Linked DNA regions of Macaca mulatta: region 2 is linked to region 1. The links are chromatin contacts, called in public Hi-C maps. All regions are on one chromosome and are shown on one strand. The core of a region is the stretch at or near the end of the contact, and the rest is flanking DNA. Distances in the headings are between cores, read along the strand shown. Region 1 holds the start of PERP (p53 apoptosis effector related to PMP22). Region 2 holds the start of HEBP2 (heme binding protein 2).

Evidence for each region. Hi-C and Micro-C count contacts between places; a contact is called where the count stands out from the background.
Region 2: a Hi-C map of cortical neurons shows a contact between it and region 1, with 4 times the contacts expected there. The contact joins the promoter of HEBP2 here to the promoter of PERP in region 1. A contact is called at or near these places in 5 of 14 Hi-C or Micro-C datasets (cortical neurons, fetal cortex germinal zone, fetal cortical plate and 2 more).

Annotation. Positions count from the first base shown.
Region 1 is chr4:43,185,055-43,190,718 of T2T-MMU8v2.0, reverse strand. PERP (p53 apoptosis effector related to PMP22) reads left to right here and starts at 3,310. Exons shown (of 3, transcript XM_001095578.5): 1 at 3,310-3,762. The coding sequence starts at 3,549.
Region 2 is chr4:43,498,929-43,504,592 of T2T-MMU8v2.0, reverse strand. HEBP2 (heme binding protein 2) reads right to left here and starts at 2,926. Exons shown (of 4, transcript NM_001194081.2): 1 at 2,703-2,926; 2 at 2,020-2,155; 3 at 1,151-1,331. The coding sequence starts at 2,804. It also overlaps the pseudogene LOC144340771.

The sequences.
Region 1 (5,664 bases), core at 2,061-4,560:
TGAGTTATTTTGAGTCTAGACAGATTCTCATGTTCATTTGACAAGTGTTTCTTGGAATCTGATTATGTTCCAGGCACTGGGTGCTGTGCACACAGTGGTGAGAGGTAACATATGACACTTTTGTCAACATCGAATTTACATTGCAGTGGGAGTGGATAAAAATTATTCAGAATAAATATATAATGAAAATTGTGAGAAAAGTTTGGAAGGAAAGACATACAGGACTTTGAGGATGTGTAACGGGAACTTAATCTACTTGGGGGCTTTCTGTGGAAGCGACATTTTGCTGAGGTCAAGGGGTCAGTAGGTGTTCATCAGGTCAGAGGAGCAGGACTGGGTGGGTGAGGTAGAAGAATCCTGGGTTGACGTTTACTGTGTCTTCATAGTCACAGTTAATTTACATAGGATACTCTTGGTTTTCTGGATCATAGCTATGGTTCTAACTCAGGCTACGCTATTGTTAGGGACTCTCAGTGGTCCACAGCTATCACATGATCTCATCAATGTTCAATGTGACAAAATAAGGCCCGGCATCTTTGCCAAATGGTTGACAGTGGGAGTATTTGCCACATCCAGAGGAGACTGTCACTCCATATCCACTGGAGGGTACTTCATCCATGGACTCAACTGGACAGCCACAAGAGAACCATGTTAAAGGCCCAAAGGTCCTACAGAGATGCCCAGAACGGTGGCAGGGGGATCGTGTCACTGCAGCTTGGGAGATGACTAGGAGCAGTTTGGGTGTTTACAAGGACCAAAAGAAGGGAAGAAAGAAGGAGACATTTGAATACATACATAAACTCTTACGAGTGCTTACTGTGATGAACAGCACTATCTCTGCTGTCAGGCTGCCTAGGTTGAAGCCTGGCTTTGCCACTCCGTGACTGCATGGTCTTGGGCAAGTCACTTATTTGTGCCTCAATCCCTTGTGTAAATGAAGGAGATGCTGGTACGTACCTCATAAGGTGGATGTGAAATACCCACTGGGACATAGTAAACTCCAGCAGATTTTGTTAGCTGCTATTATTATTATTACTATTACTTTCTACCAATTTTTATTTTTAAAATTATATATTTATGTATTTTTGTTGGTAACAGATAACCCCAAGTTAGAAAAATAAAACCTTTTTCTTTATAGTGATAGTTTCATGGGTATGTACTTATCTTCAAATTTGTCAAGTTGTATATATTAAATATATACACTTTTTTGTATGTCAGTCAAGCCTCAATTTAAAAAAAGTTTCTTTAGGTACAATTCACATTTTCGCCAAGTGCTCAGTGCTCAGGCGCAATCCCTACATTATCCAGCAGGGGGAACTATCCAACTGCCTACTGTTTTCTATGCGCCATCATTTTATGAATATGGCTAGGATGAATGATTGCATTGTCTAAAATAACTTAGTCACTTACAGTTGGTATTCACCTATAGAATTTGCCCTTTAGAAACATGGAAATTCCCCTCTTTCAATCTTCTAAAGTGGAAAACCTGTATGAAAAATCATCATCAATCCTTACCATATACAGGCACTATCTTGAGCACTTTAGATGTATTTGCTCTTTTAACACTCATTAAAACACTGAAGTTAGCACTATCTGTCTTACAGATGAGGAAACGGGGGCACAAAAAACTGAAGTAACCTGCCCAGTGTCACACAGCGAATATGAGAAAGCATTTAAACCTGAACCATCCGGTTCCACAGTCCACACCACATGCTGGGTAAGTTATTGTTGGAAACCCACCAGGGTCAATGTGGTCTCTTCCAGAAATTGTGAAGAGCTAATCTCCTTGTGTTCACCTCAGCATTGATGAGCTCTTTTTCTCAAGCCCATCGGAAATTGTTTCATTGAATAACAGAAAGAAATTATATATATCAAGTCCAAAATTATTCAGAGATATTAAGACGCCTGCGAAACTCTCATTTTGTCTGAAGCCATTTTGCTTCTGGTCAGTATTTGACTTATAAGAAAATTTTTTCTCACAAATATATTATACATAGCTAATTAAACAAATATCTTCATTACTTTTGAAAACCCTGAGAACATAAATATCACAATTTTCTTCACACAACTTCCACGATACAAAGTTAATTTTTGGCAGAACACCCTCTTGTGTTCTTTGAAAGTGAAAATATTTACCTGTAATAAAAATATAGGATGTGGTTTATGTAAAACTTGAATTATGTAAAATGAAGGCTGGGGAAATTATTTCATGTGTTTTCAGATACTTTATCCATGCTTTTATTTATCCTCAAGAATTGCCAGAAAATGGCATAAGTCAAAATAGTATTCTGTTTCTATTGAGAATATCAAATTGGAATACAATTTTAAATATTTTTTAAGTAGTTCCCACTTTTATATTAAATTAACAGAAAACGTAGGGGATTCAGAACAAATCTTTGGAGGTACATGACCCCCATAAGATGTTTCAGTGATTTTTCCCAAGGCCACTGAGATGCCTGACACTGAGAACTCCTTTGTCCTCAGCGGCACACCTGGCTGCCACCCCACCCTCCCTGCCACACCTGAAGAGTCAGGACGTTGACGGGAGCTAGCCCAGGACACCGAGGGGGGATTCTAAATGCAGGTTGCATGCTGACGTATGATTTTTATTTGGAAAAACCTCAAAATAGTAAATGAAGATTAGAAAGAGTGCAGTTTAAACAGGTAGAGATTCGTGATAGGAAGTGGACTGCAGCAGAGGCGACATGAAATTATCTGGGGAAGCCAGATGAAGCCTTTCCGAAAAAAGCGAGCATTTGTTAAATTACATGTTCAGTCATCAAATTCACTGAGCTTCCCTTGAGATCCAGACACAGTGCTGGACACTAGGGATACACAGATAAATTCAGCATAGCCTCCGCTTTCCAAAAGCTGGCAACTCAGCAGGAAAGAACAGCATGCAAAGAGGTAAGAGTACCCGGGGAGCCAAGGTCCAAGGTGCAAAGGTGGAGCCTAGGAGGAAGGGATCACCTGTGTCAGCAGGGGTCAGGGACGGGCTCCTGGGTTTGGGACGGGCTTCTGGGTTTGGGTGCACGCGTCCAAAGGAGTGCAGCCTTTATCCACAGGTGCAATTACAACACCCATCTCACACTGCTGAAAACTCAAATATGGCATTGCTGACCACCGCGCCACGATGCGACATCAGGGGTCAGATATTAGGCTGGCGCTGTGCAGATAAACAGGTGTATATGTTGGTGCGCCAGGAAGACAAAACACGCGCCTGGAGAGGACCAGGCGAGCGGGACTGGAGGCTCGGGGGACGCGTGGGACCCTCGGGCCGCCTTCCGCCGCCGCCCGGTGTCACCCCAGCCCCGCCTGTTTACCAGCGGCCCCGCCCGCCCCGGCCCGGCTGGCAGGTCGGGGCGGGCGCGCTCTGAGTCACAGGAATCTAGGTGGGGCCGCCCGGAGCGGCGTCCTCGGGAGCCGCCTCCCTGCGGCCTCTTCACTTTTGTGGCAGCGCCCGCGCTCTCAGGCCACTCTCCGCTGCCGCCCGTCCCGCGCGCTCCTCCGCTCGCTCCACTCAGCTCGGCCCCGCGCCGTCCGTCAACATGATCCGCTGCGGCCTGGCCTGCGAGCGCTGCCGCTGGATCCTGCCCCTGCTCCTACTCAGCGCCATCGCCTTTGACATCATCGCGCTGGCCGGCCGCGGCTGGTTGCAGTCGAACGACCACACGCAGACGTCCTCGCTGTGGTGGAAATGTTCCCAAGAGGGTGGCGGCAGCGGGTCCTACGAGGAGGGCTGTCAGAGCCTCATGGAGTACGGTGAGTGCCAGCCCGCCGCCGCCGCCGCCTCCAGGAAGCCCTCGGGGCTGCGGCCTGCAAAAGCCGCAGCGCGTGGTGGGCCCTCACAGGGTCGGGGGAGCCGGTGCCTTTCAGAATGCCTGTTTAGGGCGAGCTGGGGCTCATGCATCCGACCTGAACCAAATGCAGCAGCGGTAGCTTTGGGTGGCTAACACCAAGCTCAGAAACAGAAAAAAAAAAAAAAAGAAAAAAGAAAGAAATGGCCCTAGTTCAAACTGTATAGTTTTTTTTTTCCTGGGTTTTATCAGTTACGTACGAAAGATTATTTCAAGCATTGCAAGTTTAGATGAGTAAATCTAATGAACAAAGTTTCTTGGAGACTTGAAATTTCTCTTCCTCCTGTTTCTTCTTATGATTAAAATATAAATATTGAAATAACGTGCCTCCCCTAATATCAGTGGATTCGTTCAACTTGATATAGCTGAAAAAAACGTTCCCATTAAAAAAAAAACCCCTTCAGGCAGTTTTAGCAGTTAACGATTTCAATAGCTACTTCAGTCTTTCTTACCGGTCTGGCTAGTTCTTGTTAGCTCTTGTTCTAGGGAGTGTCCTTTGGCTTAAGCATGGCATTGCTGTTTAGAAAACTTAATTATTTTAATCTGATTTGAAATCTAAAAAGCAAACACATTCCCTACACCCGCGAAGTGAAGCAGAGTTGGCAAATTTAATGTACCTGGGGTGTGCCATTTTCCCAGCATGGAGGAAGCTCCCTGCTTGCCTTGCTGATAGTCAGGATTGGAGCGTGGTTCTTGTTTGAAAAGGCATTTTCTTTCACAGTGGGAAGCCCCCTCTCCTTGCCTAGGGGTGGACGGGAATCACAGCTGGGGTCTACTGTGATTAGCAATGTGTGTGGGAGAGATGGGGGGCTGTGAGAGCCTAATAAAACCTTAAAGCCAAATGGGCTTTACCTACTGGGTTTAATAGTTTTAAACAGAGAAAGCAATCTACCCTGCCTGTTTTCAATTCTTACTATTATCATTTACTTGATTCTTTCTTTGAAGTGGCCCAGGGCTTCCAACCCAATCCTGTTTGTGTTTCTGGGGTACTATATCAGCAGCCTAGTGCCCTTTCTTTTGTGTAATCCTTTGGACGTCCTCATGATGAACTTCCCCCACAGAAGCAAGCATGGTCCCCATTAGCCGGGTAATAAAATGTAAACACTGCAGAAAATTCCAGCTTTCCTTGCAGTTTGTGTGTTTTCTTCTCTGAAAACCCATACAAACACTGCGCCAGTTCAGGTCTGTATCATCTCCGGTCTTTTAGGTTTTTAAAGGGAATTCATTGTTTTTTGAAATAACGTACCTCTATCTTCTAGTTAAAATGCATCTGAACTCAGTCTTGTAGGGGACCTAACAGATCTGCGTTTGTGTTTTTAAACATACTTTGATAATTATACCCTACTCCAAAGACTAATGCAGACCCAAAGTATACGCAGTAATCCTCCACATATAAAGTAAGGTTAGTGTGCCTTCGACTGGGGGGGCGGATATTGGCAGAACTATGATCAGTGCTACTGCCGGGACGTGATTTGACCTGCAAAGCTCTGGCTGTGACCACAGCCCTCTTGTGAAACATGCACAATGCCATTTTTATTTTTCTTGGCTTGCAGGATGAGCTCACCTTTTTAGGGTGTGGCTGTTCCACCTTAGACTGATACATTGCTTTGTATATGGAAGGCAGTAAGCAGGTCTTTTTTTCTTAGTTTGGTTGAATTTTTAATTAGAAGTCTAAATGTTAATTTTTTTCATTGTAAAGAAAACACTAACCAGTGTATAGTTTATAATTCAGTTTGACATAGAAATTGGTCCTTAGAAAAGCTCGATTTTCTAAGTGGATCTTGAAAAATCTCTTTATAATGCAGCA
Region 2 (5,664 bases), core at 1,677-4,176, 310 kb before region 1:
GATTTCACAGGTTCATAGATGGAGGGGAATTGGCCTCAGGATAAACTGTACCTTGAGCCTCAGATTTGATTTTGATGATCTTTAGATGAATTTAGACTTTTGAGTTGATGCTGGAATGAATTAAGACTTTTGGGGCTATTGGGATAGAATGAATATATTCTGCATGTGAGATGATATGAATTTTACAGGGTCAGGGCAGAAAGCTATGAAGTCCATGTTTATGTCTCCCCAAAATTCATATATACATTTTTTTTTTTTTTTTTTTTTTTTTGAGACAGGGTCTTACTCTGTCACACAGGCTGGAGTGCATTGGTGCAATTACGGCTCACTCAGCCTCGACCTTCTGGGCCCAAGTGATCTTCCTACCTCAGCCTCCCAAGGAGCTGGGACCACAGGCATGTGCCACCAGGCCTGGCATATATATATATATATATATTTTTTTTTTTTTTTTTAGTAGAGATGGGGACTTGCTATGTTGCCCAGGCTAGTCTCTAACTCCCAGGCTAAAGTGATCCACCTGCCTCAGCCTCCCAAAGTGCTGGGCCTCAAAATTCATATTTTGAAAACCTAATCACTAATGTGATAGTATTAGATGAGGCCTTTGGAAAGTGATTAGGTCATGAGGGTAGAGCCTTGTAAAACATGTCCAATAAAGCTACCTTGCCTCTTCTACCACATTAGGACATTTCTGAGAAGGTTCCATCTGTGAACCAGGAAACAGGCCCTTACCAGTCACTGAAACTGCCGGCACCTTAAACTTGAACTTTCTTGTCTCCAGAAATGTGAGAGACAAATTTCTGTTTTTCATAAACTACCCAGCCCATGGTATTTTGTTACAGCAGCCTGAACAAACTAAGACTTTTGTTTAAGGTACTTTTGTTCAGATCTAACTATATTGCAGTCTTTTGTTTTGGGGGCATATAATTTGCACCGTGTCTTATATGAAGGGCATGCAATAGACTCATTAAATGAAGTGATTATTATCTTGTGACAGGCCTCAGTAACATATACAACAAAGCCAGTAGGAAAACATCACAAAATGCATTAGACCTAATTTTATGGAAGGGTGAAAAGCCTTTTGAAATTGCATTGGAGCTAAACTGTAAGTAAAACTAGCAGTCAGCAATGCTATAAATTATCTACCACTTACCGTACAAACACAGTCATTTCGGCTCTATCTTCAATGAAGACATCTGACTCTAAAGGCCTGGGCGGATCAAATTGCTGTTCAGAGGGAATATACAGGGAAATGGTAATAGTAGACTCACTAAAAGGACCTGAACCAGGCTCCACGTAGCTTGTCACTGGAGCTGTCATCTTTATTTTCATCTCTGTGACATAAAAATGAAAGCAAATTTAGTGTATTTTTGACAGCTTTAAACATTTAACCTATTCTGTTTTGATCTGGGTTTCTTGATTTACTTCACATTATTGACATATTTACCTTCAAGATAATTTTCATCTTAAAACAGTAAGGCCAAAATTACTAAACTGCTCACTGCCCATATTAAACCACTTTCTGTAATACTGATATTCTGGGTTAATAAATTTTTAATTTTAGAGATAAAAGGGGAAATTAGAGATTACATGGTCAGTAAACTCTTTTTTCTTACAATCAGAAAATGAGGTCCCACAGGCTAAGAGACCTGCTAAAATATAAATAGCGGCAAAGCCAGACCAAAAGCTATGACTTGATGCTTCTAATCTTGGTACCTTCTTGCCTCCCGATGTCTCTGATCCTACCAGTCAGCAAATTATCTTGAAGTGTTAGCTATGGAAAAGGACTTATCACACGTTACACCAAACCCCAGTTCATCCAGCAAAATCAGAGAACAGAGGTTGAAAAGTAATACGCAGTGGAACTCTGGTCCTGAGGAGTCTTGTCTGAAAACAAGACAAGTCTTTGATGACTTGCTTATTTTTCTATTATAAAGGATATTTCTTTGACAAGCTAAAACTCAATAAGAAACCCAGGGACTCTTTCACAATATGCATAATTACAAGGAAAACTGCTTTTACCTTTCTCATTTTTGCCTTGAATGTAGCTGTTCAGTCTCGTAAAGCCCGTCTGGATGGCTGAATCCCAGTCCATAGACTCCACGGACGTGCTGACCCACTTGGCTGGTCCATAGCGTCGGATCTCATAACTTCCGGGCTAAAGCGGAACAGAGAAAACTTCGAGAAGCAATTCTAAGAGGGTAGGAGTGAGATGCAAAAATACCGGTGCCATGATCTCGGGTCGACCTGCAGCCGGCCTGTCTAGGGGCTGCACCGCCCTGGGGTCCAGCCCGAGGTCCCCGCTCCTTAGGTCTGGGAGGTGCCCCTCCACGAGGTTCCCCTCCTTGCGATTAGGGACCGCAGCGGCCCCAACCCCACACGCTGGGGACTCGATTCACACTTTAAAGACAAGCACCTATTACACTCCCTCGCTTCGGAGGGTTCCACCACGCGTTCTGGGACGTAACCAGTTCCTCCTCGCCCTACCACCCCGCAAAGACAAGAAATTGAGATGGGACCTGCGCTGGGGTAGAGGGGAGGGTAGACCTAAATGACCTGGGTTTCTCGTTTGTGTAGGATACGGGGTAGGGACTCGGACCATTTAAAGAATTCTACTTTTTACTTAACTCTATGGGACCCGCTGGCCTCATGGCAAATCAGCCCGAAGGCTGGCCCAGCCCTTCCGCTCCTGAGTCGGCGCCTACCTGGGAGCCCGCGTCCTCCGGGGCCTTCCAGCCCGGCGTCTCTACGGCTTGGGCCGCCGCGTCCTCGGCCGCCCCGGGGTCTGGCTGGAGCGGTTCGGCCATGGGCGGCGCCGGCGCTCTGGGAGCCTGGCCAGCCGCTCCAAGGGCCGGTACCCCGGGCCGTCCCACCCGCGTGTGCGCGCCCCGCCGCGGCCCCGAGTCCCCGCCCCGCAGACCCTGTTCCTCCTCCCCGCCGGGCGGGAGACCCGAGCCCGCCGATGCGCCTAACTCTGGACCGCGAGGGGGCGCCGCTACCAAGGCGGGGCCGGCTCACGACCCGGTACAGCTGCGGCCGGAGTTGCGCGCCCTGCCCTGGCTCCTCCGCGGGGACAGGGAACCGCACCTCGCTTCGGCCCGCCTTCTTTTGGGGCACCTCCCGCCCCCGTCCCTGCCTTTGTTTTTGAGAGAAAGGCAGGCAGAGATGGCCCCGCGGGCAGTCGCGGGTGGCGCTGTTTCTGTGCAACCGGTTTGGGCGCCTCTGCCGCGGCCCGGCCCGCGCTGGGAACCGCGGGCACTGAGCCGCCAAGAGGTTGTCCCAGCGCCGCCGCGAGCAGAGAAAGGCCGGAGGGGGTGCCTGGCGACCCGCCCCCCGTGGCCCGTGCCCGCACTCCTGGGGCTCAGCCAGGGCGAATGGTCGTACTCATCCCAAGAAGGTGTCCTAGGTACCAGACAGCTTTCAGCGTCCCTTGCGGAGGAGGTGGTGGGACCACAGACACATGGGGAGAATCTGGAACTGTTCTGGTTTCTGAACTTCCCCGACAGGACCCCAAACCCTCTGAGTCATCCCCCCAGGCTTAACGGGACTCGGGGAGAGTTAGTGCGGAGGCCAGACACTAGTGCTTTTCAAGAATTTTGGTTACCAAGGCTTTCCGGAGCCGAGCGAGGTGCGGCTCTGTTTCCCAACACCCGCGCTCCGCCCGCCAGGCCGACCCCGCGTTACTGTCCCCTGCGGCGGAGACCCGGCGCGGCTCCGGCGTCCTCCAGAGGACCCCCATCGTGGGAAACCAGAGCTCCGAGGCTCCCCGGGGCTACGGGACCGCCGCAGAAGCAGCAGGCCCTCCCCACGCGAAAACCAGCGGACAGAAGGGTGGCCACGTGAAAAGCAATGGTGACATCCCCCAAGGGTGAAGGGGAGTTGGCCCCTGTGAACAGAAGAGGCAGCCGGGGCCACTGGCAATGACATGGAGCCAGCACCCCCTAGTCAGGGTGCTGAGGCCAAAGGGGAGCCTCCCTCCCCCGCAAGGAGACTCCCAAGAAGACGAAATTGTCTTTCAAGGCCAGGCATGGTGGCTCATGCCTGTAATCCCTGCATTTTGGGAGGCCAAGACTGGGGGAATCGCTTGAACCCAGGAGTTCCAGACCAGACTGGGCAACATGTCGAAAACCCATCTCTACAATACTACAATAAAATAGCGTTGATGGTATAGTGGTGAGCATAGCTGCCTTCCAAGAAAAAAAAAAAAAAAGCTGGGTGTGCTGGGGTTGTGATCTCAGCTACTCCCGAGGCTGAGCTGGGAGGATCCGCTTGAGCCTGGGGAGGTCGAAGCTGCAGTGAGCCGAGATCACGCCACTGCACTCTAACCTGTCTTAAAAAAAAAAAAAAAAAAAAAAAAAAAAAAAAAAAAAATCTCTTTCAAGAAGGCTTTCTAAGAGCAGCTTGTCCTTCAAGACAAATGGGAAGGAGGGTGGGGTGCTGCTTCTGCCTCCTCACCTATGGACGAAGAGCAGGAGCGGGGCGGGAGGAGATCAGTGCCTGCAGCGACAAGGGCACTGCCCAGGAAGGGAAGGCTATTGCTACCCCTGACAGCCGGGAGCCCCAGGCCAAGGGGGCAGAGGCAGTGCTGCCTCAGAAGAAGAGGCAGGGCCCCAGGCTACAGAGCTGTCCGCTGCCTTGGGGCGGAGAGTGGCCCTACACCAGCCCACGCTGAGCAGAATGAATAGTGGGGTGGGCCAGGTGGTTGATCTCTAAGCTGCAAAAACTGCTGTTGTTGTGAGGTCACTGCCTGGACCTGGTGCCCTGGCTGCCCTCCTGTGCCCAGAAAGGAAGGGGCTATTGCATCCTACCAGCTACATTCCCTTTCCTTCTCTCCCTCCTGTGGATTCTCCAATCCGCCATCTGGCTTTCCTCTTAAGACCAGTTGAAGATGGTCCCTTCCAGCCTCCCAAGTTAGATTAGTGATATGAAATCCTCCTTTCCCTGGCCCTGCCTCCTTCCCTGTCCCCAGCCCTGCAGAAGGCAATTTTTGGTTTTCTTCCCCAATTATTTTCCAAGTAGGTTTTGTTTACCCTACTCCCCAAGTCCCTGAGCCAGAAGTTGGGTGCTTCAACTCCCAAACCTTGAGGGTCCAGCCTCCCCCGTGTTGAGTTTTTACTCTCTGGTGCTCTGCCTAGTGTTACCTGGGCCGGGGGAAAGCGGGGGACACTGCCCTGCCTAGGGTTCTGTTCAAGTTCAAACCTTCAGCTTGTGAATCAGCTGTGTCTCTTTTTTTGACTTGGTAAGCACATATTAGGCTTTGGGGCCAGGGAGAGGTCTGTAATGTGAAATAACTTCTTCTTACCTTTTCTTCTCTAATTTTTATAAATAACTTTTCATGGCCAAACCCCAGATTTGTATTTTTTTTTTTTTCTAACTGCTAAAACCATTCTCTTCCACCTGGTTTTATTATAACAATTGGAAAAGGAATACATGTCCCTTAAATTTTTTTTGTTAGATGTATTCTTTATTTTTTCCAAGAGATTTATTGAGATATAATTCATATACAATATAGTTCACCCATTTAGAGTGAACTAGTCAACAGTTTTTAGGATCTTTAGAACTGGGCAACCATCATCACAAGGTGAGAACATTTTCATCACTCCCCACCCTTAAAGAAACTCTGTAACCTTTAACCACCACCTCCCAATTCCCTATTCCCCATGCCTA